Linked DNA regions of Mus musculus: all the other regions are linked to region 2. Evidence: chromatin contacts called from public HiCAR-type and promoter capture Hi-C data. All regions are on one chromosome and are shown on one strand. Each heading gives the region's core, a stretch centred on a gene start, on an enhancer-like site or on the middle of the called end of the contact. The rest is flanking DNA. Distances are from core to core; before and after follow the strand shown.

The links. Promoter capture Hi-C pulls out the DNA fragments that hold promoters and counts their contacts. HiCAR-type assays count read pairs that join an accessible place to other places. Capture Hi-C pulls out chosen DNA fragments and counts their contacts.
Region 1: a contact with region 2 is called in a HiCAR-type map of astrocytes, with 4 times the contacts expected there. The contact joins the promoter of Zfp983 here to the promoter of 6330415G19Rik in region 2. A contact is called at or near these places in 2 of 39 promoter capture datasets (the 3T3-L1 cell line and hippocampal neurons) and 2 of 115 datasets of contacts at active chromatin or transcription factors (astrocytes and large pre-B cells).
Region 3: a contact with region 2 is called in a promoter capture Hi-C map of adipose tissue, with 6 times the contacts expected there. The contact joins the promoter of Zfp948 here to the promoter of 6330415G19Rik in region 2. A contact is called at or near these places in 6 of 39 promoter capture datasets (the 3T3-L1 cell line, the C10 cell line, cranial neural crest and 3 more), 1 of 484 Hi-C or Micro-C datasets (muscle stem cells), 3 of 115 datasets of contacts at active chromatin or transcription factors (astrocytes, kidney and pancreatic cancer cells) and 1 of 9 other capture datasets (adipose tissue).
Region 4: a contact with region 2 is called in a promoter capture Hi-C map of erythroid cells, with 9 times the contacts expected there. The contact joins the promoter of Ube2i here to the promoter of 6330415G19Rik in region 2. A contact is called at or near these places in 2 of 39 promoter capture datasets (erythroid cells and neutrophils).
Region 5: a promoter capture Hi-C map of hippocampal neurons shows a contact between it and region 2, with 4 times the contacts expected there. The contact joins the promoter of Zfp947 here to the promoter of 6330415G19Rik in region 2. A contact is called at or near these places in 2 of 39 promoter capture datasets (the 3T3-L1 cell line and hippocampal neurons) and 2 of 115 datasets of contacts at active chromatin or transcription factors (embryonic stem cells and large pre-B cells).
Region 6: a contact with region 2 is called in a promoter capture Hi-C map of hippocampal neurons, with 3 times the contacts expected there. The contact joins the promoter of Zfp995 here to the promoter of 6330415G19Rik in region 2. A contact is called at or near these places in 1 of 39 promoter capture datasets (hippocampal neurons), 3 of 115 datasets of contacts at active chromatin or transcription factors (the NIH/3T3 cell line, astrocytes and microglia) and 1 of 9 other capture datasets (adipose tissue).

What each region holds. Positions count from the first base shown.
Region 1 is chr17:21,647,931-21,652,681 of GRCm38.p6, forward strand. Zfp983 (zinc finger protein 983) reads left to right here and starts at 2,681. Exons shown (of 7, transcript NM_001357098.1): 1 at 2,681-2,942; 2 at 3,873-4,015; 3 at 4,337-4,415.
Region 2 is chr17:23,549,199-23,553,924 of GRCm38.p6, forward strand. 6330415G19Rik (RIKEN cDNA 6330415G19 gene) reads left to right here and starts at 1,601. Exons shown (of 2, transcript NR_126484.1): 1 at 1,601-1,702. n-TRccg2 (a tRNA gene) reads right to left here and starts at 1,137; the gene lies at 1,065-1,137. It also overlaps the pseudogene Casp16.
Region 3 is chr17:21,564,343-21,569,130 of GRCm38.p6, forward strand. It overlaps Zfp948 (zinc finger protein 948), which reads left to right and starts at 2,636. Exons shown (of 6, transcript NM_001002008.2): 1 at 2,636-2,903; 2 at 4,707-4,785.
Region 4 is chr17:25,271,859-25,276,523 of GRCm38.p6, forward strand. Ube2i (ubiquitin-conjugating enzyme E2I) reads right to left here and starts at 1,573. Exons shown (of 7, transcript NM_001177610.1): 1 at 1,463-1,573. Gm17801 (predicted gene, 17801) reads left to right here and starts at 2,266. Exons shown (of 1, transcript NR_027452.1): 1 at 2,266-3,670.
Region 5 is chr17:22,164,643-22,169,516 of GRCm38.p6, forward strand. It overlaps Zfp947 (zinc finger protein 947), which reads right to left and starts at 1,335. Exons shown (of 5, transcript NM_177596.3): 1 at 1,177-1,335.
Region 6 is chr17:21,907,100-21,911,486 of GRCm38.p6, forward strand. It overlaps Zfp995 (zinc finger protein 995), which reads right to left and starts at 2,827. Exons shown (of 5, transcript NM_001256493.1): 1 at 2,455-2,827; 2 at 950-1,097.

The sequences.
Region 1 (4,751 bases), core at 1,431-3,930, 1.9 Mb before region 2:
CAATGACAGGATTCTATCAGAACTTCAAAGAACCAACAATAAAGCAGCTCAACATTTAATAATTCTTGACATAAAAAAGCAATACTTCTTATGAATTTTTGAATAATTCTTTGATCGTGAGGTTTATTCTGTTGCTATGGGTTGTAGTGCTAAATACTTGCCCCAAGGTCTTATTGCTCCCAGGGACTAAGAAATACACACACCAAATAATGTTATGTAAACTTGCTCCTTAATTTAAAACTATTATTTGAATAAAGATGTCAACAGCCTGTAGTTGGGTAGAAGGGAGGTAGTCAGGTTTCAGTTCCCAGGCTTGTAATCTGAGGCAGAGACCATGAGCAGAGAGGTAAAGAGAAAAGAAGATGCCTTGGGTTAGATGAATAATGAGACAGTGGTCACGAGGACGGACCAATTGGATAAGAGTAGCCAAGGAGAAAGGTGGCAAATTATATCACGGAGGTATTGACAGAAAATAAACAAAATTCCTTAGAGGGTTGATATCTGCTCAGCTCTAATGCTTTAAAGCTTATTATAAATATAAAGGTTTTGTGTTTTTTATTTGGGAAGTAAATGATCTAAGGCAAGGTAGAAACTCCCAATTAATATTTACTACAACATTTGGAAAACCAACATGTGACACAAACTTCCTTTAATCTAAATTATTTCAGTTTTGCAGATAAAAGGCATGTTATCCCTTTAAGATAAAAGCCATGATGGCAGCTAGGAACGAAAGAGAAATGATTCCTTGCCAATGTTGGGTTTTCCCCTAGCTATGTGGTCAGGGTTCCGAGTACAGGTTAGAATGCATGCTGTTTTGCTGAGCGTGATTCCAGGGTTTCATATCTCAGGCTAAGAAAGAAAGAGCTGTGCCCCCCAGAGCTGACAGCGGGCCAGGCAGCAGAGACCATGGGCTACAAATCATAGGCTTGAACGCCAGCCCTTTCCTAGACACTGCCTCTGAACCATAGCTTTTTAAGCTGGGGACTGATGTTTGCCTAGTCAGGGGTTCGGGGGTTGGAGGTGCAAGGCTAAATGCCTCTGCTGTGCAGTTAGTCCATCAATCACTCTAAGAGCTGGCTGCATGCCTCCTGTAGCCAATAGTTACAGTGAGTCACCAAAGTCTCCATAAAATGTGGGGCTCCCACAGGGAGACTAATGACAACTCCTGACTCTTGATATTAGCTCTTTCTAAAGCAGATAATGAGTCCAGCATGGTGGCACATGTCTGTAACCTTAGCATGCTAGAGCCAGAGTAGGTTCATCTCAGTGAATTCAAGGCCAACTTATCTTGCAAAACAACAACAAAGTCAACAAAAACAAAAATCCCATAAGATACTGATGCTACCAAGCAATAAATTACAGACTGATGTAATCATTTAAACTGTTGCCTTTAAAAACAGGTTTACATGGCAAAATCCTGTCCTGAATGAATGAATGAATGAATCCTCCCAATCTTTCTATTATTAACTATTTTACACTCACATATACATGTATATACACACAGAATGTGTGTGTGCATTTGTGCGCTCACATCAAATACTGCCCACTCTCATCTCCTACCTCTCCACTATCCTGGTTCACAATTCCAACAGTCACTCTACTGTGTCCATATCTATTCATATTGCTTGTGATCCACTGAGATGAACCAGAGCCATTTGTGAGACTGTGGGTTTGGAGCCTGATGTGTGCTGGACCCTGATATGCTAAAGGCACATCACTCTTCTAGAATCTATGAATCTATCCATAGTCAACATCTGAGAGGTTGTGTGTGCCATTCCCTAACCTACACTGACTGTGGTCTTGTGTGAGGCCAGTGCACATAAAGACAGCTGCTGTTGGTTACTGATTACAATAGTTGTATGGTCTGGAGAATGCTGTGTCGTGTCTTAGCCTTTCCCCTCCTTTTTCCCTTCTTATTTCCTAACCACCTCTTCTTCCTTGGTGGTGTCCCCAGAGGTAGAGATTGATGGTGTAGCTGACGGCTTAAGTTTTACTTATTTTCTCTATCAGGATAGTCAAGAGTCTCTGCACCCATCACTCTATTAAAAAAGGAAGGAAAGAAGGAAGGAAGGAACGACAGAAGGAAGAAATTCTATATTTTCTCTCAAAGGACTTTAAGTATGAGTCATAGAAGGCTAATGTCTTTCTGAGTTAGTGAACTGGCAAGTCTGCCTTCTTGTGGTGAAAGCAGTACACTGCGGGGTGAATTCTGCCTTGGGCTGGTAGCAAAAGCTACCAGATCTCTGACTTAAGTTCTTTAAATGTCTCTCCCTAAGTCAGAATTTCAGTATTTTGGCTTCTCATGTTTGTGTGTTGGGATGGGAGAGCCTGTTGCTGTTTGGTATGAACTATGTAGCCCAGAGGCTGGTTGTCAAGTCCAGGTGTCAGGCTATCTTGGATATAAAGGGTTCAAAACTCACTGTGTGTGTCAAACATTGGGTGCACAGCCTCCTAGCAGGTCCACTTCTCACTTCTGGTCTAGGCTGGCAGCAAGCATGAGGGGAGACTGTTCAGCCTGACATCTGGAGCTGTGTGGAAGGCAGCTTGACACAGAATGGGAGGGAGCTATCTCCGTAAGGCGGGGCCACTTACCCGGAAACAGAGGGTGTGAGGATGTGGCCTGTTGAGGCGGGTGTGTGATGTAGAAAAGTGTTCAGAGTGGGAGGAGTTAGGGGGTGACGTAAACGGAAGCTGGGAACCGGCTGATGAGGCCTGGGTAGTTGTACTGAGAGCCAAAGCCTGAGTGTCAATGACCTGTTCAGGTGCAGAGCAAGCAGGCCTGCACCGTGGGGAATCATGTGGTGCAGACCTGGGGTCAGAACACAGGGTGGACTTCGGGGAAGGTAAAACTCGGGGCTGACGTGGGCGCCGCGCGGGGAATGGTGGGGAAGTCTGCAGTGCAGCAGCTGGACCCGCCTCCCTACCGCCCTGGATCCTCCCAGGTCAGAGAAGCTGAGGGGCTGGGAAAGGGGAGGGAGGGGACCAGGCTGTGATCAGTTTCTCTGCTGTTCCTAAGGAAGCAAGCTCTGAAGTTTTGCTGTGGGTTTCTTCCCTTGTCAACACAATTTTAGGTCATATGAACTGAAGTAATCCTGATTTGTTTTTTATTGTTCACCTGATTGCCAAAATATTCATAGTAGAGTGGTCTAGGAGAATATTTGAATTTATCTTTTGATGCTTGCAAAACAGTTCTCTTTATTTAGGTGAAAAGGACAAAGCTCTTGGAATTTACATTCATCCATGCTAACTCCCTTGTTATACCCGTGAACATACTTGGTGACTTGGCATCTGCTGAGAGCTTTTAGACAGCAGTCATGAAAGGAGTGGCTGCAAATGTAATTGAATCCAAAAGCATATTTTTTTGCGAGTTTCATAGATATGGTTTTAACCATTAACATTTAAAAGTAAACTCTATACCCACCATTACCTTTCCTTCGGAGACATGCACTCCCTGATGTAAATGCAATATTCTGCTATAAATGCACCAGGCTTGTTGGCATGCATCTTTAATCCCAGCATGGGGGAGGGAGGACAGAGGCAGGCAGATCAAAGAGTTGGAGACCAGCCTGGTCTGCTTGGTGAGGTCAGGATAGCCAGAGCTACATGATGAGCTCCTGTCTCAACAACAACAAAAAACAAAAGGACAGAAAGAAAGAAAGAAAGAAAAGAAAATCGTGTTTTTGTGCTGAGTTCCTAGAACCTGGAAAGGCACAGTAGGCTATTTGAGGGTATAGGTCACAGTATTTTCACAGTTTGCGCATTATAAACCAGGTGGTATTGGCACACGCCTTTAATCCCTACATTTGGGACTAAAGGTGTGCACCAGGACAAGGACTTAAACTGCTGTTTTGTATTTTGTGGTCATTTCTCAGCCACTGGTGTGACTGTGGACTTCCAGAAGAACAGGCAGTGTCAGGACCCTTCTGGGAAGGCCTTGTTGCAGAATTTCAGCACTCTGGTTTGTGTGGGTGAGAACAGTTTGCTTCCAGCCTCCCTTGTTCCTCCTCAGGAAGAGGCAAGTTATTCTGCAATTGTGAGATCTTTGACAGTGTAAAGCTTCCATCCTTTTTTAGTCCATAATAAATTCAGAACCTCTCTAGTGTATCATATTCTCATCCCAGTCATTCAGTTCCATTTGTGCCCCTGAGACTTGACTGAGCTGTGACTGAAAGTGAGGTTCAAGTTACACTAACTGAAAATGCTTCCTAAATATTTTCAGTATTCTGACACTGCATGAGAATTGGGGGATCGCCGTAGAATTTTCTTTTTATCTCCTGAGCACAGTGCTGTGCCAGAAATGAAGGTGCTTGCTAAATACTCTTTTTCTCATGTGCAGGGTTCACTGATCACCCAGACCTGCTTATCTGTGGAAACCTAGAAGGTGGAGAGGGAGGAGACAGTACCTAAGGATCCAGGTATGTTGGAGGATTGGTGAAAGGATGGCAAGGGATTCAAGTGAATGTGGAAGTGGGACATGAAATCAGTTTTGCCACTTTCTGTTTCACTAGAAATAATTCTGGAGACTTCCACTGAGACAAAATCACCTCAGAATTGTCCTACAATTCTTCCTACACAAAAATTGAATGCTAGGAGGCAAATAAAATTTATTTGATTGTGCATGTGAGTGATGTTATGTAGAGTCCAAAATAAAGTTCAAGACCACCCAGCCCCTTCTCCCCTGAAGGGACGTTCAGAACCATAGCGGTCAAAATGACTAAGTCTGCAGCTGCCAAACCAAAATGAGCTGTTCT
Region 2 (4,726 bases), core at 351-2,850:
GTGCCGGTTCCCTGTCCAGGATAACTGTGCCGGGTCTCTGTCCAGTCTTCCACCGTCTCTTCAACCAAATGTTACTTGGTAGGGACAGGTCTTCATGCTTTCTCTTTATAGAGTATACAACTGGCCTATATATTTTACTTGATACCCACCCCCCTCAAAAAAATTAAAGTAAATTAAACAACAACAGCAACAACTAAACAGCACAGTCGGAAGAACCTGAGGTCGAGTTTTGGCTTGAGGCTTGTGGGTTCCGGCCCAGTTGCGTTATCCTCGTGTCCTTTTGACTCTCCTTTATCTCATGTGTGTGTCTGATATAACATATTTGCAAGCTTTATTAAGCCACTGTAACATTAAAGAGAAAATTATTCTGCACAAGGCTCTGTCACGTGAGCTGGTACCCCGCCCTCCCATTCTGTGGTTCTCCTGGGAGTTGTAGGGATGACAACGGTTCCACTTAGACCGAATCCCTTAAATAGAGATATCCCACACACACACACCAGGTTAAATGTCAACTCAATCTGGGACATATTCTTGCTATTTAAAAATTTATATTTACACTGGACCTGTAAGGAGACGCCTCTGTTGTTGTTGAGACAGGATCTCATGTAGCCCAGTGGCTTTTAATTCCCCTGCCTCCGCCTCCTAAATACCGGCATTACAGGTGTGCCTGGACATTGTAAGAAATCTAATTTTCTTACTGTTTCATGGATTTTAAAGCTGTGGACATATAAACCGAATTTACTGCTTTAGTTATTTTCAAGTGTTCAGTTCAGTGACAATTGCATTCACCCAGATAGCCTACTGAGTTTTTTATTTTAATCAAATGTCTTTAACGTTCCCTTGGGACACCTCCCACCCACCACGTAAGCAATCCAATCTAGCATCTATTCGGTTCCTTTCCTTGGCACTAATTCGAGCTGCTCGTAGTCTGTCTTGAGATAATAACTTCACCTACTTAATACAAACATGCTGGTCTTCCTTCCGGGGTACCAGACAAGAGTTTGAAAAGCAAATTTGAGAATGGGAAATTTTAAGGTAGGTTTTTAAAAAGCAAATGCACGCAGCGACCACGAAGGGACTCGAACCCCCAATCTTCTGATCCGGAATCAGACGCCTTATCCATTAGGCCACGCGGCCCTACACTGACTCAGGCCTTAGCTCTCTCCATAAGACTTATTCAAGCGCCTACTGCGCATGCTTAAACCAAAGAAAAATCCTACCTATTGAGCCAATCTATTTAGTGACAGTCTCAAAGGAGCCTCCACAAGTTTGAACCGATATAATCAGACTCCTGAGCAGTCAGTCAGCAGAAGCCCTTCCGGATCCTAGAGGCTCGTCTTTCAGATCTCCTCCATTGGCTGGCCCTCAACTCAAGACCAGGGACAACCCACATGAACTTGCCCTATCACGTCACTGAAGTATCCACAATTGTCTTTTCCAGTCTCCAGACCCGTGCTGGCTCGCCTCTCTGGCAACTCCATGGCCCCAGCGCCATGTGGAGATTGAGACCGCCCGCATCAGGGACTCAGCGAGGCGAGAGTTATAGTTCCGGAGATGATCCTTCCCAGAACTTCTTTCTCCCTAAGCCTCTCCCAGCATATCCAGGTCAGCCTTGTGAGGTTCCGTAGTCCCAGACAGGAAGCACAGACCCGATTCAACCTCTGGTTCCCGAGAGCACAGTCGATCCCCTATCTACTACCAGGTAACTTTCCCCATTATCTCACGTATTTCAGAAAGAGCATACATTTTCCGGAGCACGCCGATCATGAACACATACATATTTATTGGCGCTATGTGAGCTCCCACGCCCAAACTGCTGCATCGATGACAGGGTGTGAAGAGGGGATGTAGGGGAAGTGGTGAGGTTGCTCGTCCTATAAACAGAGCCGGCGCCTGAGCAAGCTGCGGATCTCCAGGCAGGCTTTGCACAGCTCATCACTGTCTGGCCCCAGGACGTCCAGCTCACACACCCGCCTGTTGACCCTGTTGACACTCAGCTAGGCCCTGAGGGGCTCAGTCCATCACACCCACTGCAGTCATTGTCTGCTGGAGGGGTTTTTGCGGAGAGGTCGATACTTTCTGAAATAGTCTATGAATCCTAGGCTGGTCTCAGTCTCTGGTCCTGCCACTACCTCCCAGCTACAGGCATGCTCCTCAATGACCGACTCTTGTGTCTGTTGTTCTGTAAGCCTAAAATTTCAAGTGCTACCTAATCATCTTTGAGCCTAATACTAACCCAGCAGTTTTACATGAGCTCCTTGCTCTCAACCAAAAAGTCCCCCACCCAAAGGGAAAGGCTCCCCACCCCATATATATAATCATATAATCAGCCAGACCAGCATTGCCCACCCTGACCTCAACACAAGAAGAGGACCTCCCTATTAGCCTGCAAAACTGTACAAATGAACTGACCCTATTCTGTAACAACCCAGTGGCACCTCCCTTCCTGCACCCCCTGCTGGCTCCTTCTACTTCCCAGTATACCCCCCACCTCAGTCCCCTCCTCCCAATGGCTTCTGGTGTCCTCCTCTCCTGAACTTTATTTAGTGTATGTAATAGCTGCTGCTGAGTTTGTCTGACCAATGTGCCCTGTATTTGAGCATCTCTTGATGTGAGGGCAAGAGGGAGGGAGGGAGGGAGGGAGGGAGGGAGGGAGGGAGGGAGGGAGGGAGGGAGGGAGAGAGAGAGAGAGAGAGAGAGAGAGAGCCTTCTCCTTGCTTCTCCTTTCCCTGGGTTAAGTGGAAGGTAATGAGAACACTCCCACAGATCCAGCCCCTCTTTCTCCCCTCCTAACCCCGTTCCTCACACCTCAGTCAGCAGCTCAAGGAGATCTCTTCCAGGGTTGGCTCTGATGACCTCCACCAGTGTCTGGACAAAGTCCGAGCCCTTTTCATCCCGATAAGCCACACAGCCTAGGTGAGGGGATGGGGTCAGAGTCAACCTTGGGCTGACATCCCAACCTTCAGTGGCCTATTGTGGGTGGAAGAAGTGAGGAGGGGAAGCAGAGAGCATTCTGGGTAACTGGCTTCAGACCAGCACAGGGTCAGGGACTTCTTGCATCAGGAAGAAGTTGCCGATATTTGTAGAGTGAATATTTGGGTATAATCAATGTACAACAAATATTTACTGTGGACTTGCTAGGTACCAAACAGTGGACAGGCGCCTGAAGCAAGCAGGACTGTCCTGTCCTAGAACTTACACAAGGGAGCATTTGACAGGAGCTTGCCATTCTAACCCTGACTCTAAGGACTAACCTGTAGGAGGAGAGTGACTTAACTGGGGCTGGACTCTTGCTGAGAGTGAAGCTATCACTCCAAGCCATGGGGCAGGAAACTAGGCCCACCATAACCATAGGTTTCTTACCCTCGACAGCTGCAGAGACAGTAAGGATGTCTGCTTGGCCTGAGCTCCCTGGAGTGGAGATAAGGTTGTCTGCAAAAAGAGTCAACTCCCATTACCAGCATCCAGGGACTCCACCTGCCCCAGTGTCTTGTCATCTCTGGCTCAGGGGCAGCACTAGACAGTGGAAAGAATGTGGAGCTGAAAACCCACAAGCCTTACAGCATCCAGGCTGTATGAACTCAGAGAGGCTAGGTCCTCTTGCTAACTCCCAAATTGTCAGACTCAGCTAGGAGCAGAAACCTCAGAGTCCCTCACAGCTTAGGAAGACATTTCCTCCCTGGATCTTGGCAAAGCAGCAAACTCCAAGCTACCAGGCCTAGTAGTGTGCTGTGTGAATGGTTCCCAGCACCTGTGTGCCAAGCCCAGGCTCCAGAAGAAAAGCAGACCCACCTGGAGCATCAGCATGGATCTGAAGAACATCTGCCTGGGTTGGGATGGCTCGGGGTGCTCTCAGCCAATGACGGTACCATGGGAGAGCTCTTGACCCCACACCAGGGTCCCTGTTCCCTGGAGAAGGATGGGGCAGATACCTTTACTCAGTGGAACCTCAGGATATCTCTGGGCGAGGCAGGCTTGCAGGGGTGGCAACATTCATAGAGGTTCAAGTTTGTGGGCTTGACTCCAGGGGAGGCTGGAGAGGGGCAGGGAATGGCTAGCCCGCAGGCTTCCTGGAGGAGCTGTGTGGGAAATGTAGGAGGCAGAGGAATGGCAGGGTAGAGGGTCAGGCTGGAGGCGGAGTCCCTCACCCCCACAGCAGACCTGGAGCAGGAAGATCTTGGGGTGGCCATGCAGTGCCTGGCAGCAGCTCAGTTCCTGCACCAGCACTTCTGCCTGTACTTCTTGACCATCACCCCCCAGCAGCTGCCCCTGTGGCTCCCTATGGGCCATCAAGGCCACCAGGGCACAGCTCACGGGGCCCGTTGTATCCAGCTTTTCCCGAAGCTGAGCCAGTTCTTCCCAGAAGGCCTGGAGTGGTAAAGGCCAAGGTCTGAACCAGCTCCTGGCTGCCCTTCATGGGGCTGGGAGCACTTCTTCAGTCTGGGAGCACTTCTTCAGTCTCTGTCTAGGAAATCAGACTTCCCAAGGCAAGAAAGTGACTGTCCCATGAATACAGCAGGAAATCAGAGGCAAGACTTACAGATGTGCTTCCTGCCTGTGGTGTGGGGGAAACCCAGGAAGGAGAACTCCAGGGTCCTAGGGCAGGGGTACCCTTCCTTCCAGCACCACCAGTTTTGGGCTTCCCCCAATCTGAGCTGATGGGTTTATCCTCAGGGTGGCCTTGAAGCCCAAGGCCTGGCAAAGGTTCCTCAATGCTGCCACATCA
Region 3 (4,788 bases), core at 1,386-3,885, 2.0 Mb before region 2:
AGGGATTATGCTGCTTTAGTAAAGTGGTGGTTGTTGGTCTCCTGTAAGATTCCTGATTTCACCAGCACTGAGTAGGTAGCTATGTTTCCAGTACCAGTCATGGTTTTCTTTTGTTAAGAGTGTTTTAAATCCAACTAGAGAGCTGTTGTTTACCACCAACATGAGTTTGTTGTTACTGCACCCTTAGAGTTGTCCTGCCAAGATGATTGTTGATTTGGTTTATCGGCATCATAACTGAGTAAGACTGTTGGTTAGATTCTTGCTTTGGAAGCTTGCAGGCTGATTCTGGGTTCATACAAGCTCCTCCTCAGGGAAGAGTCTGTTTTATTTTGAGGCAGGATCTCTCTGTGTATTGCAAGATGTCCTAGATTCTCTATTTAGACGAGGGGGGCCTTGAACACAGAGTTCCCCTGTTCCTGCCTTCTGAGTGCTTGGTTTGAAGGCTTACAAGACCTTGCCTGACTATACATACTGTTTTCTTATGTGTTTGATTGGCTTGTTGGTTTGTTTGTTTGTAGAGACAGGGTTTCAATTGTGTAACTTTGGCTGATGTGGAACTCACAGAGACCTCCTGAGTGCCTGAATTAAAGGCATATGCCACCACTGCCCAGCTCATAAGGTTCTGATAGTTACGCAAGGTAAAGGCTCAACTAACTTGATAGAAATGTGCTAATAAGATCTTCTGTTTACTGATATTAAAGACTTCTATTTTACTAAATAGAATACTCTAATTGAAATGATGTATATAACATGCCAAATATAAACAATGTGAAATAAATAATATAAATAAAACTAAGAGAAACAATGGGACTGAAGCAATTATAAGATGCCATCCTTAAAAGAACTCCATGAGTAGAATGACAGGAGTCTATCAGAACTCCAAAGAACTAACAACAAATCAGCTTAACACTTAATATTTCTTGACACACACACAACAATCAAGACTCTTAAACTCTATTACCTGATAGTAAACGAGATACTGAACCTGCCATGGTGGAGTATGCCTTGAATCAATCCTAGCATTCCAGAGGCAGGGAACGCTAATCTCAGTGACTTCCAGGCCAGCATGTCTCAAAAAACAAAAATCCCACCACATAGTGATACAACCAAAAAGAAATCTCACACTGGTGTTAAAATTAAACAATTGATCTGGTCACATTAGCACCGTTTTTTTGTTTTGTTTTGTTTTGTATTGTTTTGTTTTGTTTTTGTTTTTTTGAGACAGGGTTTCTCTGTTTAGCCCTGGCTGTCCTAGAACTCACTTTGTAGACCAGGCAGGCCTCTAACTCAGAAATCCACCTGCCTCTGCCTCCCGAGTGCTAGGATCAAAGGTGTGCGCCACCACACCCGGCTTAGCACCAGCTTTTAAACACAGGTACACACAGAGAAACTCTGTCTATAATGAATGGATGAATAAATACCCCCCCCCCTTTTCTATTATTAGATATATCACAAACACAGACACACACACATGACAGCATTGTGTGTTTCTGTGCCCACTTCAAATACTGCCACTCTCACCTCCTACCTCTTCACTATGGTCCACAGTTCCAACAGTCACTCTACTGTGTTCATCTCCATTCATTTTTGCCTGGGATCACTGAGATGAACCAGAGTCATTTGTGAGACCTTGCTGGAGTCTGATGTGCTCAGTATAGGATGACAACTAAAGGCAGTGATTCTTCTACACTCTATCCATAGCCAACATATAGAGAGCTGTTCCACTTCCTAGACTGACTGTGGTCTTGTGTGAGGCCAGTGCAGGGAAGGACAGTTGCTGTTGGTTACTGATTACAATAGTTGTATGGGATCTAGAGGATGGTGTGTCTTAGCCCTTTTCCCTCTTTCCCTTATTTCCTAACCTACTCTTCTTCCTCAGTGTTCCCAGAGCTGGAGTTGTTATAGAGTAACAGACTTTTTTATGACTAGAACCACGTACTTTACTTTTTTTTTTTTTTTTTTTTTTTTGCGACTGGGCTAGCCAAGAGTCTGCATCCACCAGAAATCTGTCATGAGAAAAGAGCCTCGTGAATGACTCACAGAAGACAAATGCCTTTCTGAGTTAGTAAAATGACATCTAGTGGTGAAAGCAGTACAGTGCGGGATGACTTCAGCCCTATGCTGATGACAAAACGATGACTACTGACTTCTTTAGACACCTTTCTTTTTTTTTTTCAAAATCCAAGTTCTTTGAATGTCTGTACCATAGTCAAATTTTCAGAATTTGGTATTGGCTTCCTATGTTTGTGTGTTGGGAATGGGACTCTGGCTTCTCAAGTTAGCCTGTTATTGTTTGGTATGAAGTATGTGTCCTAGAGGCTAGTTTTAGGCTATTTTGCATCTAAAGGATTCAGTACCCAGGATGGGGATCAGATACCGGGGTGCAGCGTCCTATTAGGCCCAGTTCTGGTCTAGGCAGACAGTGGCCACTGGGAGGCTGTGCATAGCGGGTCCGAAGCAGCCTGACAGCTGGAGCTGTATGGCAGGAAGCCTGAGACAAAGTGGGAGGGACGTGTTCGCGGGGCAGGGATATTCACCCAGAAACATGGTGGAAGGTTGTTAGACATTAGGTGGGGGTGGAAAACATAGTGTTCCGAGTGGGAGGAGTATTCCCAGTGGGAGGAGTTAGGGCAGTGACGTGAACGGAAGCTGGAAACTGGGTGTGGGAGGCTGGAAACGTGGGACGAAGAACCAGAAGTGTCAAGGACCTGTCAGGTCCAGAGCTCGCGGCCCTGCCCCGTGGGGAATCGCGTGGTTCAGACCTGGGGTCAGAGGACACAGAGGACTTCGTGGGAAGCTAAAACTCCAGGCAGCCGCGGGTGCCTTGCGGGGCATCCTGGAGGAATCAGCAATCAGTCGCAAAGCGGCGAGAACCGGAGCCAGGCGGCCCTGGAACCGCCCAGGTCAGAGGAGCTGTGGGGTTGGAAAAGGGCGGGAAGGGAACAGGGTGTGATCGGTTTGTCTTCTGCTTCTAAGGAACCTGGCTCGGGAATTCTGCTGTAGATGTCTTTCTTCCCTTGTCGAGAACTTTTAGCTCACATAAATCGGACTAATCCTGTTTTTTTTTTTTTTTTTTTTTAAATTGACTTCTGAATGCCAAATGTTCCTATTAGAATACTGTAGTAGAATATTTGAATTTATGTATTGATTTTTGAAAACCAATTCTGTTTGTTCAGGTTAAAAGGAAAAAGCTCTTGAAATTTACATTCATTCACTCTAACTGGCCTGTTTTACCAGGAGACTTACAGTGACTTGGCATCCCCGGATATCTTTTAGATACTATATATAAAGGAGTGGTTGCAAATAATCTGAAAGAATATTTTATTTTTGCAAATTACATAGGTATGGTTGTGAACATTAACATTTATAAGTAAACTTTTATTTCTCATTATTAATTTATTTACTTTACACTTCTATCGCAAACACCACCCCTCCCCCCACTTCCTCTCCTCCCAGTCCATTCCTCCTGCTTCTCCTCCACCAATTTCCTCCTCCATTTCTCCTCAGAGAAGGGGAGGAGTCCAGTGGCTCAGCCAGTCTAGTTGCAGTAGGACTAGGCTTATCTACCATTGAGGCTAGACAAGACTGCCCAGTTGGAAAAGGAATCCAAAGGCAGACAACAGAGTCAGAGACAGGCTCTGCTCCAGTTGTTACAGGGCCCACATGACAACTAAGCTGCACATCTGTTACAGTTCACAGTTAGAAAGGACATTATAAGCACAAATCTTTAATCCCTATCTTGGGAAACAGGCAGGTAGGTCTAGAAGATCCTTGTCATCCTGGTATACAGACATGGTTTAAGGACAGTCAGGGCTATGGAGAAATCCCGTCTATTGGAAACGGGAGAAGAAAAATGAAAACACGAATGAAACGTATTGTTGTAAACTATAAAACTATAAAGCGTCTTTTGAAAAATTAACTCTTCTATATTAGAAAAATGTCAATAGTAGTCTTTTGTCTCCTTTCTAGTAAAGGACTCTATGGACATACAACCAAACTGTAATTTTTTAGTTCTTTTGTTTGCTGTGTTTGATCCCTGAGCCCATTCTGTTGCTACATCTGGACTAAACTCACCTTGTAGACCAGGCTGGAGTGGAAGTCACTGAGTTCCACCCAACTCTGTCTCCTGAGTGCTAGGATTAAAGGTGTGAACCAAGACAAATATTTTTACTGCTGTTTTGTACTTTGTGGTCAGTTCACAGCCACTGGTGTGACTGTGGACTTCTTCAAGAAGGAGGGGCAATGTCAGGACCATGCTGGGGAGGCTTTGTACAGAGACTGGATGTTGCAGAATTACAGCCGTCTGGTTTGTATGGGTGAGAATAGTTTGCTTCCAGCCTCCCTTGCTCCTCCTCAGGGTTTTTGGTGTTTTATTTTGCAAGCTTTTGGGGGTATAAGGATTTTTAATCCCTTTGGGGGTATAAGGCGTCCATCATTTTTAGTCCAGGATAAATAACGACCTCCCTAGTATATAATATTCTCATCCATATCATTCCATTTCATTTTTGCCCACCAGCTTTCACTGATCTATAAATAGAAGTGAGGTTCAACTTATGCTAACCAAAAATGCTTTCTAAATATTTTCAATATTCTGAAACTGCATGAGAATTGGGGGGGATCATTGTGCAATCCTCTCTTAACCTACTGATCACAGTACTATGTTACAAATCCAGGTGCTTTTTGAAGAATCACTTTCTCATGTACAGGGTTCGCTGATCACCCAGACCTGCTTATCTGTGGAAACCTAGAAGGTGGAGAGGGAGAACACAGTAGCTAAGGATCCAGGTA
Region 4 (4,665 bases), core at 323-2,822, 1.7 Mb after region 2:
GGCAGAAGATGGCAAGCAAGTCTGGGCAGGGTTTCCTAACAGGTTTCTCTCTGGAGCCCGGGGCCAGTGCTCTGGAGAAAGAAGCCTGGACACCGGGCCACACAAAGCTGTTGGGACAGCTGTAACTGACTTCAGGATAAAGTTGTGTGCCCAGAGAACTCTGTCCTAGCATCCAACTGCAGCTATCCTAAGTGAGAAGAACCGAGAAGCTAGCTCAACTGCTCTTGCCTGGACACTCAGTGTTAAGGAGACAGAACCAGGGAATCACCAAGAGTTCAAGGTTAGCCTTGGCTACAAGAGATCCTGTCTCAAAAACAGGGAGAAGTGAGAGGTGGCTCTTATCAGAACTCTTAAAGGCCTTTTGCCCCACGGTCGAGGAAAAGGAACCCTAGGAGCACCCTGGCAATGATCTAGGCAGAAACTTGGGGGGCAGTGCTGCTGCTCCCGCAAGCACTCCAAAAGCCACTTAAACACAACTTGCCTTCCCAGGCAAACAGTCACTTCACGAGCTAAAAGTTTTGTGATGCAATGACCAAACTAAACCAAACCAAACCAAAAAACCATTCCCCTCCCCACTACTAGAGACAGGAAGGACATACAGGGATGGGTCTTATGACTCCAGGCTTCCTACAGTGTACAGTATTTGTCTGGCGACACCACCTACTTCAGAGCTACTTACCGGTCAGAGAGCCTGTGCAAGGTTGCTTATCTCCGCCCACCTCGGCAGAGGGAACATGGGTACCAGGCACTACGGCTGGCTTGGATAGGGCGAAGCGGCCTCTTTTACTCGAATGCACACTGTAGGCCCTAAGGATCCTTCAGTAAGTATACCACGCTGTTTGTTAAGTTTCCAGTGGCAGAGACAGCCAGAGGAGGGCAGGACTGCGATCACTCACAGCCTGAATACCTTTAGAAAGAAAACAAACTCCCCTTCGACGCCCGTTTTCTGCTATGCAGGCAGGTAACTAACTCATCCACTAAAACAACAGTTCCTTAAGAATAAAGGAAGGTGGGGCAGAGAATATACACAAGACTCCCCCACAAAAACCCAAGCTACAAGCCTAGCGTCTCGGTAACGAACGAAGCCTTCTGATGTGACTCCGGGTGCTTACAGGCCCCGACACGGCCCAGTACTCACGGCCTTCCGCACTCTCACTCGCCTAACTACGGAGCCCAGCACCGCCCAGAACGCGTCTGGGAGCTACTGGGAAGCTCAGATTATCTGTTGCGGGGTCGGCGGAACTCAGTTCGCCAAGAGTAGGGGGGCAGTGGGCCGTGCTCCCAACCCTGTATTCTCCCGTGGCACAGCGGCTGGGCCCTAGTGCCCCGAAGGCCGAGACTCGGAGGCCGCGAGCGAGAGGAGGCCGCCGTGGCTCCGCTCGGCGCCTCCCGGAAGCTCACTGGGAACGGCGGCGAGTCCGGGCGAAGATGGGAGTGCGTGCGCAGGCCGGTGGCGGCTCACCTGGGCGACCGCGGCCCGGACCGTCGCGGCGGCAGAGGCGGCGGCGCTCCTTTGTCTCGGGACTTCCCTCCGCGCCCGCCGCGCGCAGCACGGAGCGCAGGACCCCAGCGGGCGGGGCGGGGCCTGAGCTGGGCTGCCCGCCACACGCCTGCTCAGCTTACCGTCCCTCCCGTCCGGTGGCCTACGCGTCTACTTAAACACGAGCTTCCCGCAGCCCGCACGCGGCTGCCGCGCCCTCGTTGCCCGCGACCGCCTAAGGAGCCCGAGCCCAGGGCGCCTGTCCAAGCAGGCGGTGCCCTGAACGGCCGCACTCTTAAAGGGGCCGCGTCCTAGGCTCGAGGGAGCGTCTGCAAACTCCTCTTCGGGATGAGCGCGTCCACTCGAGGACACATCAGAGAGTCGTGTGAGGAAAAAGAAGCATAGATTCCCAAGGGTCATCCGGATGCTCAGAGGGCACCTTCCCGGGCACAGGCTCTGGAGGTATCCTTGGGCTCAAGGCCCGAGTCCCGGGAGCAAAGATCACTGAGGCCTAAACATCCTGGGAATCGTCGCAGTACGGTGACGATCCCCGGAACTTAGCGCGCTGTGACACTTTCTGCAATTGGCCAGCTCAGGAACTTGGGCGGGGTGAACCTCGAAACTATCCAATGAACTAGCCTCATACAAAGGGCCAAACGCAAGCAAAACCGACGGGGAGAGAAATGTGGATGCTCCCTAACCTACGAGTTAGCCCCCTAGTGGGGGAGGGGAATGGGCCTGCGCCGTGGGGGAGGGGCAGCACCCGCGGACCCCCCCCCCCGCGCGCGCGCCCCAGGCCTCTTCCCTGTGCCGCACCCCACACCTTAGTTCCACCTGAAACCCCTGTGCGGCTTCTGCTGGCCCCGCTGGACACGCTTTTGTCACGCCGTGGCCTAGTCCAGTTTCCTCGGCCAGTCCTCTGCAACCCAGCTCGGATGCTTCCTCACCGACTCACCGACGGGACGGGTACTTAGAACCGTCGGCTGGCCCCCTGGTGGCCATTCTGGCGCCTGCTCCTTTTTTTTTGGCACGTGCTGGAGGCCTTTCGGGGCCAGTTGCAGCCAACAAGGGCTTCCTGGGAATTTGGACTATGGGTCCAATTGCTGCCAGGGACTCCAGTGTTCATCTGTCAGTATCTCCGTCCATCTACTCACCACTCTCTCCTTCCTTCGTTCTCCTCTTACCTTTTGAGGTTGTTGGGTGCCCCAAAACAGGAACTAAGGTCCCATGCCCCTTGCCCACAATTGTCCAACATTCCCTGGAGCTCACCCTGTTAATTCCTCCTGTTCGTAGCCGTACTGTTTAAGAGTTAAGATCACAGTGAGCACCAGATCCTGAGGGACCTTGGTCTCTCATTGGGGCTGAGTTGTAGACAAGGTCGGCTTAGATACAAGTTCCTGACACACTAGATCTGTACCCCCAACAGATCTGGTTTGGATCCATCCCAGCCTGCAAAACAGCTTCCAAGTCTGGTGGCTCCTGGGCACTTAGGGATGTTGGCCTGTGAATTGTACCATCTGGGACCAAAGTTATCAGCAGATTGTCTGGGGGCTCTCATTTTGTGGCCGGTGGCTCTGAGTGGCCCAGTAATCTTTTTACTTTGTTTTTTTAGTTTAGGGTCCTATGCATTATCCCTGCCTGGCCTCCAACTGACCTTGAAGTCCTGTTCTATGTGATTCCACCCCTAAATTGCACAAATCGTACCACATCCACTTTGGAATCTACTTTTCAGCTAGGGTCACAGTTGAGCCTGGTCTGGACTCACGGATATTGGATTTTCTGCAGGAATGAGACTGAGGGAAAGACTGCGTGGAGAGGCAGCTGGAAGTCGTATGTAGTTATTGAAAGGATTGATCTGTGGTCCACAGGGCACTGCAGAAGGTTTAGAGCAGGAGTGTATGATGTAACGCCATGGTGTAGTGATAGTATGCAAATCACTCTAATCTCCCTAGCAGGCAAGCACTTCTTATGACTATCCCATGTAGATTCTTTTTTTTGTTTTGTTTTGTTTTTTTTGGTTTTTTGAGACAGGGTTTCTCTGTGTAGTTCTGGCTGTTCTAGAACTCAATGTAGACCAGACTGGCCTCAAACTCAGAAATCTGCCTGCCTCTGCCTCCCAAGTGCTGGGATCAAAGTCGTGCGCCACCACTGCCCCGGCTCCATGTGGATTCTTGAATAAAAGACACACACATGCAGCCTTATTTTTAATATGCCCTAAGCAGCCCAACAGCTGGGCCCCTCCCAACCTTCCACATTGCTAACACCTACCCTCTGAGACTCCTGAATTTATCATTTACTAAAATCTATATTCCATCTTTGCTACCCCAGACACTATTTGGGGAGGGCCCCCTGGGGCCACTCATCCTCAGCTCTTACATGGCCGTATGCTTTCTCTCCTACAGCTCTCAAGACTGATCCTCCTGCTTCCCCAGCATGGCGATTCTAAAAATCCCTCTTTTCCCCATGGTTCCCTTGCCCAGAAACTCTTATTTAAAGTCCCACCTCAGTCTCCCTGCCCAGCCATTGGCAGCCTGGCAACTTTATTTACCAATTAGAGCCAATTGGTAGGGTCCCACTGTGCCTTGCATGCAGATGTGTGAATTCTCATGTAATTTGGGAACCCAATTAATATAAGCAATAAACCAAATCCACAACACCATAGCACCACTTTGTTTGCTGAGTAGATGCAGAAGACACTTCCCATTGGTCCAGGGTGCTGAGTTCAACCAGCACAGAGAACTCATATCCGGGCAGATGCCGTGTTAAGACCCAAAGGCCCTTGTGCTAGAGGGAATGTCAGGAATGGTAATGTGGAGTTGGCTGGGTTGGACTGGAGTAGGAGGCTATATCAGCCTAGAAACTTTATATTTTTCAAGATACGCATTCTCAGTGGACAGGGGTCTTGACTGGGGCCATCTCTCTGGGTGTAAAGGGAAGCCAAGTGTAGCAGTGAGTTTGTGCTCCATGGCTTTGGCTCGCATGCACACACCCTCCTAGGAGCTATCTGGATTCGTGAATGGAGGACACACACACACACACACACACACACACACACACACACATGCTTGCCAGTTAACTTTAAAATGCCTTAGCTACTCCAAGGCTGGGTACTCCTAAACCTTCCTCTGCTACCTCAGGGCCAATCGGGGAAGTGGTCAGTGGCCATTTAACAGAAATCTCACATT
Region 5 (4,874 bases), core at 85-2,584, 1.4 Mb before region 2:
CCCTACCCACCCATTCCGGCTTCTTGGCCCTGGCATTCCCCTGTATTGGGGCATATAAAGTTTGCAATACCAAGAGGCCTCTCTTCCCAGTGATGGCCGACTAGGCCATCTTCTGCTACATATGCAGCTAGAGATATGAGCTCTGTGGGTACTGGTTAGTTCATATTGTTGTTCTACCTATAGGGTTGCAGACCCCTTCAGTAAAAAGATGTTTTCTAAAACTTTATTTTTAATCAATAGTCTGGTCTAAGATCTGCAATATTGGGCTTGCTTGGACCCAAGGAGTAACATAAGAACTCAGCATATGAAGACATATTTCTGAATGTTTTACTTACATCCTAAACTGCATACAATTCTGATTAAAAAGTTCATGGCCACTAAAAAGTTTGCTTAGTAAATATTAGTGTTTACACCCATAACAGTAGGGCTCGATAAAGTATAATTTTTGGTTCAATAAATCTGCACTATTCCTCATATAATATTATATACAAAGCTCTCTGGGGATGCCTATTAACCGGGCCAAAGGCATTCTCTTGAATAAGCAATTAGTAAAACAAGGCAAGAAAGCAAGAACAAATTTACTTTCCACTATCTTTGTAATTGGCTCATTAGGAAATAGATAATGCAACCGCTCTTTTACAAGGTTTTTTTTTTCTTCATGTTTTTATTGGTTATTTTTTTTACATTTCAAATGTTATCCCCTTTCCACAAACCCACTATCCCCTCCCCCTGCCTCTATGAGTGTGCTCCCCCACCTACCCACCCACTTCTACCTCAGCGCCCTAGCATTCCCCTACCCTGGGTCATTGAGCCTGCACAGGACCAAGGGGCTCCCCTCCCAGTGATGACCAATAAGGCCATTTCCTGCTAAGTGTGCAGCTGGAGCCATGGGTCCCTGCATGTCTACTCTTTGGTTGGTGGTTTTGTCCCAGGGAGCTTAGGTTGGGGCGGGGAGGGTGTTCTGGTTTACCAGTGATTTTATGACTGAATATTCCAGTAATTGTAAAATACATTTTTAAAGAATCACGATAAATCCCAGGTCACAGGATCTCAAACTTCTAATCAGTGGTGAGACATCTACAACAGAACTGTGAGAGTGGCGTCCTTAAGAGCAGCTGCGGAAAACTCCCCCCTGCTCTGCTCCCTCCCGTTTCCCAGCCCCGCAGCTCCTCTGACCTGGGACCTTCCGGGGCCGCCGAGCTGCAGTGCTGGCAGCTGAACTGCTGACTCTCCCAGGTCCGCAGCCAAGAAAATGCTTCGGAGGAGACTTTTCCGGGTCCAGAGAGAGCTAGAATGCAGAAACCGGAAGGTAGAAAGACAATCGGTGGAAGTTCCTGTCACCCAGGACTGGATCTTAGGAGCTGCTCTCCTAGACCCGCCCAATAAACCGTGGTTATGGTCACGTGGTTTCCCAAAATAGTTTGAGAGCAAGAGCTTTCCCCTCCTTAATTACTACTGCTTTTTTCCTGTTCTGGTCAAGGTCCTGCTCTTGCCTTTATCCCTGCCCTGGGGGTTCCATTCCCTCCCGCTCAGTCATCAGCTTCCTGCCACACAGCTCCACCTGTGGACCTGCTCTGCACAACCTCCCTGCTGCTTGCTGACAGACTAGGAAAAACTGGTTCTGAATGATGCTGCACTCTGACATCTGAGAGTGAGTTCTGAAACCCTCAGATAATAAACAGGCAGCCTAACTTCTTAGCTTGGGACACTAGCCTCCTCGGCTACAATCGCACAGCAAAATATAACCAAGACCCTAAATTCCTTTCTTTCTTTCTTTCTTTCTTTCTTTCTTTCTTTCTTTCTTTCAAGTATACAAAAGAGTTTATTTAAGGCATGGGGATGGGAGTTAAGAGAGTAGTAGAGGCAGAGAAAGACAGAAGGAGAGAGTAGGTAAGTGGAGGCTGGCCATGCCCTCCTGGAGAGAGGGTGGAAAGGAATGGAGGGCAGGGGGAGGCACTAGGGAGGTAGAGGCAAGGGAGACAAGAGTTTAAGAGATAAATTCCAATTTCTTATGTTGCACCCCAACACACAATACTAAAAATGACTCACAAAGTTTGGCTTCCTTCCAAAGCATGTATCAAAGCATACATGAAGTATAAGAGGGACCACTGAGATGAAAATGTGGATAAAAACGGATGGGACAGAGAATGATGGGAGGGTGCTCTGCAAGCTCTCTGGGGAGCTCCAGGGACAAAGGTCACTCTGTAGAAACAAAAGCTGTACAACAGGGCAGTTGGAAAGCACTGATAAAGTTAAACTCCAAGAGATTTGAAATGGCCACAATAGCAAAGAAAATAGATAATGCAAATAGTTTGCACAAATATTTTCCTATAAATAGTCTGACAATCATAACATGAATGAAAACATCAGCATCAGCCCCAGTTCATGTAAGAAAAAATATAGTGATACTACAACAGAATTTTGATAGCCAGGAAAAATAAAATGCCTTCTGATGTGAGTTTATAGTACTTAAAATTCCATGCAGACAGGATTCATGGTCAGGGTTAGAACGGTAAGGAAAATGGACGTAATAATACTTGAATTCTCAAGGGAAAGGGCATTTGTGTCTGACACATCATTTTATCACTCTGGTCTATAACACAGAACCTGGTATTTGGGTAAGGAATGCATTGAATATATAGATTTCTTTTGGTAGGATGGCCAGTTTTACTATGTGAATCCTCCTCATCAACAAGCATGGGAGATCTTTCCACATTCTAGTATATTCTTCAATTTCTTTCTTAAAAAAAAACTTGAATCTTTTATCATAGAAGTCTTACACTTGCTTGTAATGTGTTGTGGAAAATATATAATCTCAACTGTTGTTTCTACCCAGATTTTGATTATTCACTTCCAAGGTAAAAGACATACACAATCTTTATAATATGCTTTTATGAGTGCTAGAACTAGGAACGTATCTATGGTCTATGCTATTAATATATCTATATCCCAAATATTAATTCCACTATATTTTGCCATGTTTTATCTTGGCTGCTTTAAACTCCAATTGGCCAGCCAACATGGCCATTATCTAAGACTCTTAGCCCATGGTGGCTTCCTCTTCTTCCACTTTCTTTCTCCCCAGGGTTCTTCTCTGACACACCTCCCCACCAAGCCTATTTCTCTTCTGCCCATCTCTTAGCTGTAGGCATCTTTATTCACCAATCAGTGATCACTTTGGGGGCAAGGATAAAGTGCATCACTTGAGTACCTGCAGAATCTCTGATCCCTAGGAGGCAACCAGGCCTTGGGCCACTATCTAGCATTACAATATGAGCAAAACACAGAACCTCAACAGCATAGAGTTAACACCAACATACTTAATATTTTTTGAGGCTATTGTGAAAGGTGTTGTTTTCCTTTATTCAGTTTGTCATTTGTATAATGGAAGGCTATTGATTTTTGTGCATTAATTTTGTATTTAGCTACTTTGGGGAAAGTGTTTATGAGTTATAGAAGTTTCTTGGTGGAAATTCTTGGGTCACTTATGTATACTATCATATCAATTATAAATAGGGTATTTTTAATTCGTTCCTTGCCATCCAAATTGTATCTTCTTAATCTCCTTCAGCTGTCATACTGCTCTAGCTAAGACTTCAAGTACTATGTTAAATAGATAGAGATTTTACTGGAATTGTTTGTGTTTCTTTCCATTTAATTTGATCTTAGTTCTAGGCTTGCTGTAATCTGCCTTTATTATGTTCAGTTATGTCTCTTGAATCTTTTATACCTACAGGACATTTATGGAGAAGGGGTGTTCTATTTTCACAAAGGCCATTTCTTCAACTTTTTAAAGTACTGAATCCATTTCATGCTAGTTGTATGTGGGTGAGAACATCTTTGAAGAGATCTCCCCCTTCTTTTTCCAAGGCCAGAGCTGCTGATAACATGTAGTGGTCAGACAACCTCTTTCTCCCATGCTGGGTTTTGAACTGAGTTAATCTTGTACAGGGCTTTTGCATGCAGGCACAGGTTTCTTGGAATTAGTTCTGTAATGGCATTCATGTGACAGGTATTGAAACCAGATCAGCTATGATAACTGTTTACAGGATGCTCAGCCTTACATGAGCTTGATGTAGTTGAGGATTTACCTCATCTCTTGTTTGAAAACACGGTTCTCTTGGACACTGGCAATTGCAAAGATCCTGGAATGTAACTTCTTCCATTATGTCTAACTCTGTTATTTTACTAGTTGACTATTTAAGAGAGTGTCCTTACCCCCTGGTAATGTGGCATCCCCAGAGAGCTTTTTAGATATTTGTCACATAAGTATCCACTGCAGATTTGATTGAACCAGGAAGTATATTTTATCAAGTTTTAAAGCCCATGGTTGCAAACATTAACCTTTACTGAGGAAACATTTTTCTTCAGCTAATTTTTGGGTCGTCTATTCAGTAACTCTTATCATTCAAGCGTATGGGAAAAATGGACGATAATTGATGTTTGGCTCTTTTTTCCTAGAAAAGCACACTCCCTATAACACACAACTAAACTGACATTCTTTTTTGTTGTTGTTGTTGTTTTGTGGGTTTTTTTTTTTCGAGACAGGGTTTCTCTGTGTAGCCCTGGATGTCCTAGAACTCACTGTGTAGACCAGGCTGGCCTCGAACTCAAAAATCATCCTGCCTCTGCCTCCCAAGTGCTGGGATTAAAGGCGTGCACCACCATGCCCAGCCCAAACTGACATCTTGTTGGGTTTTGGCTTTATTTTGTTAAAAAGTATATCACTCTTTTGTCATGTTTGCCTTAGATCTCACTATGTACACAATCTGGTCCCAAACAGGATCTGCTTGCCTCTGCCTTTTAAGTGCTTGGATTCTATGCAGGGATTCAGGTTGCTCAAACACCCCATTCTTTGTTTTTTAATTTCATAA
Region 6 (4,387 bases), core at 1,577-4,076, 1.6 Mb before region 2:
CAACCATGAACGGCGCTGAAAACCAGTATTGAGTAGCACAGCTCTGGAAAACCATCCACAGGACAGGAGAAGAACAATCTTCTCAAACCTCATGCAGAAGTCTCAAGTGTGGTCATGTCAGGACAAGTCAGAAAGGCCAGGTGGTGCAAGCCTTTTACCCCAGCACTGGAGAGGCTGCGGCAGCAGATGTCTCAGTTCAAGCACTGGCTTATTTTCTGAATTCCAGAACTTCCGGGACTACCTAGACAAAGTGTCTCAAAAAAGAAAAATAACAACAAAGAAAAAAATTCTTCAAACCTACTAAAGATTGCAGAGTAAAAAAATGTCTTCTCCACACCTAACCCTCAAGAGACTTGAGGCCTCAGGGAGTGGGTAGGTCTAGTGGGTGGGGATGAGAGGTGGGGATGCAAATCTTGCACAAATGATAAGAAGACAGACTACAGCGGGTATCAGTGGGAAGGTAATATAGACAGAGTTTAATACCTTGCAAAGTTACTAAACAAATCTTATCAAAATCTTGCTGGCATTATTTTAGGTAACTGAGAAACTAACCGTAAAAGATAAGACAACTTAAAGGAATTACATAATGCTCTAAAACTCTATGAGCAGAAAAAAAAAAATAACAGGCATCAAGTGTTCTGACTAAACATTACATAAGAATATAACAATAAAAATGTTTAATATTGGTAGGAAGATATGATCAGGAATGTGAATGGGAAGGGGACAATATCTCTCACATACAAACCAATGAAATTACATTTGCCTCTGTGAATTACTTCTTACATAGAAAGTCTTCTAAACCCTACAGTGGGGATATTCTGATGTTATTCTCACTGCAATTATCTAGAAATATTTAGAATGAAATAGAATCTGGCGAAACAAATCTCATGTCCTCTTTGTACTGGGATTTGAGCCCCTCCCCATCCCTTCTTCACTCCCTCTAACATACCTGGATCTTTGCTAGTTTCCTCTCTTCACCATCCAGGGCTCTCAGTTTCACAGGTAAGCTGAACTACCTGAGGAGTGAGACACTTGCACATGGGAAAGAGTCTTCAGAAAGCACCCAGAACTTTTCATGGAACAAAAATGAATGATGCCTAAAAAAGGATAAACATGAAGGAGAGAGAAAATATCAGAAATATAAATGTCTCTTTTCCTCTAAGCATGTAGGCTCAGACACATGCACATTCATTCTCCCTTGAACCCTGAGGAGGAGCTAGAGAGACTTCAAGAAAATTATTGTCACTCACAGAAACCAGACTGCTGCACTGTCCAAAAGAGATCTCTGCCAAAAGCCCTGTTTGCAGGGTCTAGGAATTCCCATTTCTCCTACAAGAAGTCCACTGACACAGCACTGAATGATAACAAACCCTAGAGTAAAAAACAACAGCTTGGCCACCTATGTGAGGGCAGAGTGCTTTCCTTCAACCAAAGAGACAATTTTCTGATACAGGGGAGTGATCATAATTATTCAAAAGATGTTTTCTAAAACTTTATTTTAATGTATAGTGTGTCGAAGAGACTCCAATATTGGGCTTGCCTGGACCCAAGGAGTAACATAAGAACTCAGCATATGAAGACATAGTTCTGAATGTTTTACTTACATCCTAAACTGCATACAACTCTGATTAAAAAGTTCATGGCCACTAAAATGTCTGCTTAGTAAATATTAGTGTTTACACCCATAACAGTAGGGCTCGATAAAGTATATTTTTTGGTTCAATAAATCTGCACTGGTTCCTCATATAATAGTATATACAAAGCTCTCTGGGGATGCCTATTAACCGGGCCAAAGGCATTCTCTTGAATAAGCAATTAGTAAAACAAAGCAAGAAAGCAAGAACAAATTCACTTTCCACTATCTTTGTAATTGGCACATTAGGAAATAGATGGTGCAACTGCCCTTTTACAAGTTTTTTTTTTCCATTTTTTTATTGGGTATATTTTTACATTTCAAATGTTATCCCCTTTCTCAGTTTCTCCTCCACAAACCCACTATCCCCTACCCCTGCCTCTAAGAGTGTGCTGCCCCACCTACACACTCACTTCTACCTCATCGCCCTAGCATTCCCCTACCCTGGGTCATTGAGCCTGCACAGGACCAAGGGGCTCCCCTCCCAGTGATGACCAATAGGGCCATTCTCTGCTACAAGTGCATCTGGAGCCATGGGTCCCTGCATGTCTACTCTTTGGTTGGTGGTTTAGTCCCAGGGAGCTTGGGTTGGGGCGGGTAGGGTGTTCTGGTTTAACAGTGATTTTATGACTGAATATTCCTGTAACTGTAAGATAAATTTTAAAAAATCACGATAAATCCCAGGTCACAGGATCTCAAACTTCTGGTCAGTGGTAAGATATCTACAACAGAACTGTGAGAGCGGCATCCATAAAAGCAGCTGCGGAAAACATCCCCCTGCTCCGCTCCCTCCCGTTTCCCAGCCCCGCAGCTCCTCTGACCTGGGACCTTCCGGGGCCGCCGGGCTGCGGTGCCCGCCGCTGCGCTGCTGACTCTCCCAGGTCCACAGTCACAAAACCGCGTCTGTGGAGACTTTTCCGGGTCCAGAAAGGGCAAGGATGCGGAAACCGGAAGGTAGAAAGACGATCGGTGGAAGTTCCTGTCACTCAGGCCTGGATCTTAGGAGCTGCTCTCCTAGACCCGCCCAATAAACCGTGGTTATGGTCACGTGGTCCCCCAAATCAGTTTGAGAGCAAGAGCTTTCCCCTCCTTAATTACTACTGCTTTTTTCCTGTTCTGGTCAATGTCCTGGTCTTGCCTTTATCCCTGCCCCGGGGATTCCATTCCCTCCTGCTCAGTCATCAGCTTCCTGCCACACAGCTCCACCTGCGGACCTGCTCTGCACAACCTCCCTACTGCTTGCTGACAGACTAGAAAAAAACTGGTTCCATAGGAAGCTGAACTCTTGACATCTGAGAGTGAGTTCTGAAACCCTCAGATAATAGAGAGGCAGCCTAACTTCTTACCTTTGGACACTAGCCTCCTAGGCTACAATCGCACAGCAAAATATAACCTAGACCCTAAATTCTTTTTTTTTTTTTTTTTTTTTTGTGTAGAGTAGAGTTTATTTAGGGCATGGGGTGGGGCTTTAAGAGAGTAATGGAGGCAAAGAAAGACAGAGAGAAGGAGAGAGTAGGTAAGTGGAGACTGGCCTTGCCCTCCTGGAGAGAGGGTGGAAAGGAATGGAGGGCAGAGGAAGGAACAAGGGAGGAAGAGGCCAGAGAGACAAGACTTTAAGAGATAAATTCCAATTTCTATGTTGCACCCCAACACACAAAACTAAAAATGAGTCCCAAAATTTGGCTTCCTTCCAAAGCATGTATCAAAGCATACATGAAGTATAAGAGGGACCACTGAGATGAAAATGTGGATAAAGACAGATGGAACAGAGAATGGTGGGAGGGTGCTCTGCAAGCTCTCTGGGGAGCTCCAGGGACAACGGTCACTCTGTGGAAACAACAAGGTGTACAACAGGGCAGTTGGAAAGCACTGATAAAGTTAAACTCCAAGAGATTTGTCATGGCCACAATAGCAAAGAAAATAGATAATGCAAATAGTTTGCACAAATATTTTCCTACAAATAGTCTGACAACCATAACATGAATGAAAACATCAGCGTCAGCCCCAGTTCATGTAAGCAAAAATACAGTGATAGCACAACAGAATTTTGATAGCCAGGAAAAATAAAATGCCTTCTGACGTGAGTTTATAGTACTTAAAATTCCATGCAGACGGGAATCGTGGTCAGAATCAGAACGGTAAGGAAAATGGACGTAATAATACTTGAATTCTCAAGGGAAAGGGCATTTGTGTCTGACACATCATTTTATCACTCTGGTCTATAACACAGAAGCTGGTATTTGGGTAAGGAATGCATTGAATATATATTTTTCTTTTGGTAGGATGGCCAGTTTTACTATGTGAATCCTCCTCATCCACAAGCTTGGGAGATCTTTCCACATTCTAGTATATTCTTTAATTTCTGTCTTCAAAAACTTGATTCTTTTATCATAGATGTCTTATACTTGCTTGCAATGTGGTGTGGAAAACATATAATCTCAACTGTTGTTTCTACCCAGGTTTTGATTATTCACTTTCAAGGTAAAAGACATACACAATCTTCATAATATGCCTTTATCAGCCCTAGTACTAGGAATGTATATATCATCTATGCTATTAGTATGTCTATCTCCCAACTATTAATCCCACTATATTTTGCCATGTTTTATTTTGGTTGCTTTGAACTCCAATTAGCCAGCCAACATGGCCATTATCGAAGACTCTTAGCTCATGGTGGCTTCCTCTTCTTCCACCTTCTTTCTCCCCAGGGTTCTTCTCTGACACACCTCCCCACCAAGCCTATTTCTCTTCTGC